2 separate regions of the Pan troglodytes genome follow, and region 1 is linked to region 2. The links are chromatin contacts, called in public Hi-C maps. All regions are on one chromosome and are shown on one strand. Each heading gives the region's core, a stretch centred on a gene start, on an enhancer-like site or on the middle of the called end of the contact. The rest is flanking DNA. Distances are from core to core; before and after follow the strand shown.

Region 1 (2,700 bases), core at 171-2,670, 130 kb before region 2:
TGTTTGCTCTGAGTAGCCCAGAGGGAGAGCGGGACAGGAGAGTACCTCGCTTCCTCTGAGAGGTGGGCAGTTCTCTCCATTAAGTAAGAGAATGAGAGGTGAGCTCCAGGCCCCCTACAGTTCCCTCCTGGGGCTCTGCTCGGGGTCATCCACTTGTCCTGCCCTCGGGTGGGCAGACACCAACTCTGTCAACCACAACGGGCCTGGCCGGGCTGCTCGTTGGGCCTCCAGGGATGCCTGAGGACAGCTCCAATCTGCAGGCCAGTGACTTACACCCTCCCTGGCCTTCATTGCTCCTCATATGTGAAATTGAATTATGAAACCAGGTCAATAAGATTTTATGAAACCCTAGTAGGGAGAGGCTGGGCGTGGTGGCTCATGCCTGTAATCCCAGCACTTTAGGAGGCCGAGGCGGGCAGATACCTGAGGTTAGGAGTTTGAGACCAGCCTGGCCAACATGTTGAAACCCTGTCTCTACAAAAATACAAAAAATTAGCCGGGCATGGTGGCGGGTGCCTGTAATCCTAGCTACTCAGGAGGCTGAGGCAGGAGAATCATTTGAACTTGGGAGGGGGATGTTGCAGTGAGCCAAGATCACACCATCGCACTCCAGCCTGGGAGAAAAAGTGAGACTCCATCTCAAAAAAAAAAAAAAAAAAAAAATAGGGAGAAGTTCTCGTGGGAGTATCATGGCCTGCGTGTTCTCACAGCTGCCTGACACCACAAGACTGAGCAACTAGGAAGGGGCACAGCGGAGGTTACTGCCCCACGGCGCAGCTGAAGAAACAGGCTCAGGGGATGAAATGACTCACCATGGTCCCACGGGTGGATGGCAGCACTGCCCAGGAACTGGAACCCAATGCTGTTTTGAGGCCAAATCAGTGCTTTTCCCATGCCCTTGAGCGGCTCAGCCTCGTTGAGGGGGAAAGGATGAGACATGCTCAGGGTGCACCCACCAAACGATGCCTCTGTGTGTGCACAGGCTGGCACGGCTCAGAGCTCAGCCTGCATGCCCACTCCCCTTGATGCTGTACTGTTTAGTTTATGAAGCCACAGGCGAGGGAGAGAGAGCAGCGTGATGGCCCCTCCTGCTGCAGCTCTCTGGCCTGGATACCAGGGATGGGGTGTGCCCACCCAGCCTGGGCCTGGAGGGGGCTGAGCCAGGGCGGCGGGTGACTGCTCGGCCATACTCCTCAGTGCCCGGAAGCCTGAGGGCACGAGGACTGGCTGTCTTCCCAGAAAACACAGATCACTGTCTGCCTGTTCTGTCCTGGAGCTCAGGCCCAGCTCTGTCCCATGACAGGATCCAGGCGGCGGGTGGCGGGTGGCAGGCCCTCCCCTCTATCCCAGGGAAGAGAGCAGGCTCCAAGGCCTGGGAGAGCCTCCAGGCCAGGGTCTCCAAGCCAGGCCTCTGGGGCCTGTCCCCAGGACCTGGGGCTCCCTGGGGGCTGCTTGTGGCTGCATTCAGTGCAGGAGGCCAGCCTCTGGAGAGCTCAAAGGAAGGACTTTGTTTTCAGGGAAGAAGACAGGGCAAGGGTCACCTCCCCCTCCTTAATGAGTGACTGGCTCCAAAATGGCTTCTCTCCAATTGGTCTTTGCCAGGGCAGGGGTGACAGAGTCTGCTCTCAAGGGGGCAGCCTGAAGACCTCTGCAGGTTCTGTTGACAGGGCAGGAGCCGTGCCTCGCCACCCCCACCCAAGCATCTGAGCTGCCCCGGGCCTCTGCACAGCTTGACTCTGATGGAGGTAGCTCCAGGATGAGACTTGCTGAACCCCGGATCCGGCCACAAAGCGCAGAGCGCCTTTTCCTCCTGTAGAGCAGCGGGGTCAGGCCTGCGGTTGGAAGGGAAGGCTGATCCTGAGGTGGGTGGAGCTTGAAGAAGCAGGATGATCCGGCAGGAAAGGAGCGAGCCAGTCAACACGCTTTTAATCAGGCACCCTGGGGCACTAGGCTCTAGCTACCCAGGGCAAAGAAATGAAGCAGTCCTCTTGTCAAGGTGGTGTCAGGCTTGTGTGAGGGGGGGAGGCGGAAAGGGGTGGGCAATGGGTGAGAAGGTGGCCATTTCTTCCTCTATGCCAGTTTTCAAAGTGGTGCCCTGGGCACGGCACGGTGGCTCACACCTGTAATCCCAGCACTTTGGGAGGCCGAGGTGGGTGGATCATCTGATGTCAGGAGCTCGACACCACCCTGGCCAACATAGTGAAACCCCGCCTCACTAAAAATACCAAAAAAAAAAAAAAAAGAGCCGGCCGTGGTGGCGGGCGCCTGTAATCCCAGCTACTCGGGAGTCTGAGGCAGGAGAATCGCTTGAACCCCGGAGGTGGAGCTTGCAGTGAGCCGAGATGGCACCATTGCACTCCAGCCTGGGCCACAAGAGTGAAGCTCCATCTCAACAAAACAAAACAAAAAACAAAAACAAAGTGGTGCCCCGGAAGAAACCTACAAGAAGTCAAATGAAAGGCCCTGCTTCCAGTCCCAGCCCTGCCACAGCCTCACGGCCAGAGACGGACTCAGTGCTCTTATCTGTGAAATGGGTGTTAGAACCGTGTCTCCTGAAAAGCCACCAAGTGTCTGGGGGATCTGGATGTGGGAGGGCTTTTTCGGCTGTGGGGGGCTTCATGGTGAGATGGAGCTGAGATCCTCTAGCAGGCCTGGTGGAGGCGCTCTGTCCTGGTGCCGGGAAGAGCTTCCTTGCCCACT
Region 2 (2,700 bases), core at 143-2,642:
CACTCCTTCCCGATTCCCTGTAGCTGCATTTAAACCTATCTCAGCCCCAGATCTGTCACCCCCACCCCCGCGCGCGATGTGACCTTGGACAATGCCTCCCAATCCATCATCCAAGCCTCATTTCCCCTTCTGCAACGGGAAGGAGTGCTAAACCAGTGACCCCCAGGCTCCACGCAGTTCCAAACCGCCACAGTCGTAAGTCCTTTCGCCCCTACCCGCCGCCCGCCACCCTCGCGGCTGCAACCTCTTTCCCTCCCTTTCCGGAACAGTAACAACTTGGAGTTGTGGCTATAAATAAGCCCCAGACCGTGGGAACGCGAGAGTGAGCCAAGGCAGTAAAATGTAGCTGAATGCCTCTCACAACCACGGGCGGAAGTCTGGAAGAAATCACCGCGAGGCGAGCGGGACGCCCGCACAGGGGGACGCGGCGAGCCGCCCTCACCCGTCATCTGCGCCCGCTGCAGGTTCCGGAGGTGCTTCACTGTCATTTCCAGAATGTCCGCCTTCTCCAGCTTGGAATGCCGCGAGCTCTGCATAGGAGGAGGCAAGAAAGGAAAGTGAGCCCCGTGTCAGCTGCTTCAGAGTGCTGGGGGTCCCTCCTCCCGGCCACGGAGCGCAAGCATTATCTCTGGACCCCAGCGAATAAGGCCGGGCCCTCCCGCCTGGGAGAACGCAGTACCAGCGAGTGCCAGACCCCGCAGGGCGGGGGGTTTCACTCTTAGTAGCTGAGAAAGTGTTTGTTTTTTAATTAAAAGAGCGAGCAGCATTTCCCCACTTACATCTTTCTTCAGAGCATCCAAAATCAGTGTTTTCAGCTGGCTCAGACTTTCATTTATTCTTGCTCTTCGTCTTTTCTCCATAATAGGCTTTGATGACTGCAAATAAAAAAAAAGAGTTCTGTGTTCCCATGGAATCTGCCATCCCGGGGTTTCAAGACAGAAAGAAGCCCCCCAACCCCTACTTAATTTTGAGGGGCTGCAAAGAGATACAGGTACCGCCCTTACCTTTCTGTGCTCAGATGCTGTCTTTGGTTTATCCGGTGTCGTGTTGACACTGGCTGGGGTAGCAGCCACCGGGGACGAGGAATTTTTCTCCATTATATCAGCTGGCATTTTCCTTTTTTTTTTTTTTTTAATCTCTAGAGAATTTTATTTTTGGAGTTCTTCACGAAAAAGAATTTTTTGTTTGTGTCTCTTTTACTTGAGACTTTCACAAAACTACTGAGCAAGTGCTGAGGGTTTATTATATTTTGTGGCTACTTGGTGATCAGTAGCGCTGTTCCAGGACCAAGGAGAGAGGTAGACGGGGGATTCCGCTGTTATCAGCACCAGCTCCGGATCCTGTGTGATCCCTAGGCCCTGGCGGCCTCTATATATATCTGGGACTGCACGCGAACGGCTCGTGTGAAACTTCCCAAACTTTCTTTCCCACAGTAACTTTCAGCCAATGGGAGGAGGAGACACGCGGCACCGCTCGTGGACCGCGCCCCCCCATTGGCCGCCAGGCACAAGGTCTGGCGGCCAATGGCGCGCGCCTGAGCCCAGGGCACCGGAGGCTACAACGTCAATCAAAAGGATTTTAACCCTTTGCTACTCTCCCTCTGGGCTTTGGTTTAGAGATTTTTTTTTTCTTTCCGCTTTGGTTTTGATCTTGTCTATTTCTTTTGGAGCCAGGGTCTTTGCTCTTTATGCCCTCTCTCATATGTAACAGAGCTGCTTTGACTGTAGTAAGTTCATTTGAAACATATTTTTTTAAAGGTATAAACAATAAAGAAAAAAACAGCAGTGGTTAAAAGGGGGCGGGGGGGGGGGACGCGTGTAAGAGTGTGAGTTACCGACACATCTAAAGTTCCCGCTCAGACTTTACATTCAGGAGGGTGAAAGTGGATGGTAAAGGAAAAGGGCCAAAAAAATTTTACTGTTTCCATGCAGAAAAAGGAAAAATTGCCTTCTACCTTACAAATACAGGTTTTTCGGAGCAAGGTAGTTCTTGAATCCCTTCCCCACCCCACCCCCACCCCGTCTTTCCGAAATTCCTCTTCTGGATTTGGGGCCTTAGACCCCGGGCTTCCCCAGGAAACAATCAGAATAATTTGCAACTGGGTGGAAGGAAACGGTATTTCAAATGAAAAAATGAGCAAGGGGGGCTCCGAGGGCAATGCCTCAGGGACTCGCGCCCTCCTTCACCACCCTTTCCCTTTTCATCCGTAGGCTTTAGGTTCTGCGGCGCGTTGAGGTGGCGGGCAAGGAAGCAGCCTCTCCCTCCTCGCCCCGCGGGCGGCCTCGGCCCCCGGCGCCCGCGGGCCCTTTAAGAGCTACACCAGCCGAGCTGCAGTTTGACATCAGCCGGCCGGCGTGGGCGCGCCTGGAGCCGGAGCACGTGCCAGGATGTTTTATTGCCGCCGCGGCTGCGGCCGGGCCGGGAGGATGTGTGTGTGTGTGCGTGTGTGAGTGAGTGTGTGTGCGCGCGCCCCGGGGGCAGGGAGGCGGGGGGCGGCGACGGGCGGCGGAGAGCGGGGGCCGGTTCCTGGTCCCCGGGAGAAGCCAAGAAGGTAAATAGCAGCTGCTGTGCTCGAGCCTGGGAAAACCCCGCCCCCTGCGCCTGGCCCGGGCTCATTGGCGCGCGCTGCGTGTGGGGTGTGTGTGTGTGTGTCCGGGGCCCCCTCCTCCGGCCCCGCCGGGCCAGGAATCCGAGGGGGCG

Evidence for each region. A called contact is a pair of places that touch in the nucleus more often than the background predicts.
Region 1: a contact with region 2 is called in a Hi-C map of stem cell-derived neural progenitor cells, with 3 times the contacts expected there. The contact joins the enhancer-like site here to the promoter of HES1 in region 2. A contact is called at or near these places in 4 of 7 Hi-C or Micro-C datasets (blood, induced pluripotent stem cells and stem cell-derived neural progenitor cells).

What each region holds. Positions count from the first base shown.
Region 1 is chr2:197,451,886-197,454,585 of NHGRI_mPanTro3-v2.0_pri, reverse strand. No RefSeq gene overlaps it. Among named protein-coding and RNA genes, the nearest start is that of CPN2, 84 kb to the left of the region's middle. Within about 2 kb of position 1,420, at least 13 of the 24 cell types and tissues checked have an H3K27ac peak or open chromatin away from gene starts, as enhancers often do. A contact at or near this core is called in induced pluripotent stem cells and stem cell-derived neural progenitor cells, where this site is marked.
Region 2 is chr2:197,318,520-197,321,219 of NHGRI_mPanTro3-v2.0_pri, reverse strand. It overlaps HES1 (hes family bHLH transcription factor 1), which reads right to left and starts at 1,392. Exons shown (of 4, transcript XM_516956.7): 1 at 1,005-1,392; 2 at 780-875; 3 at 443-530. The coding sequence starts at 1,112.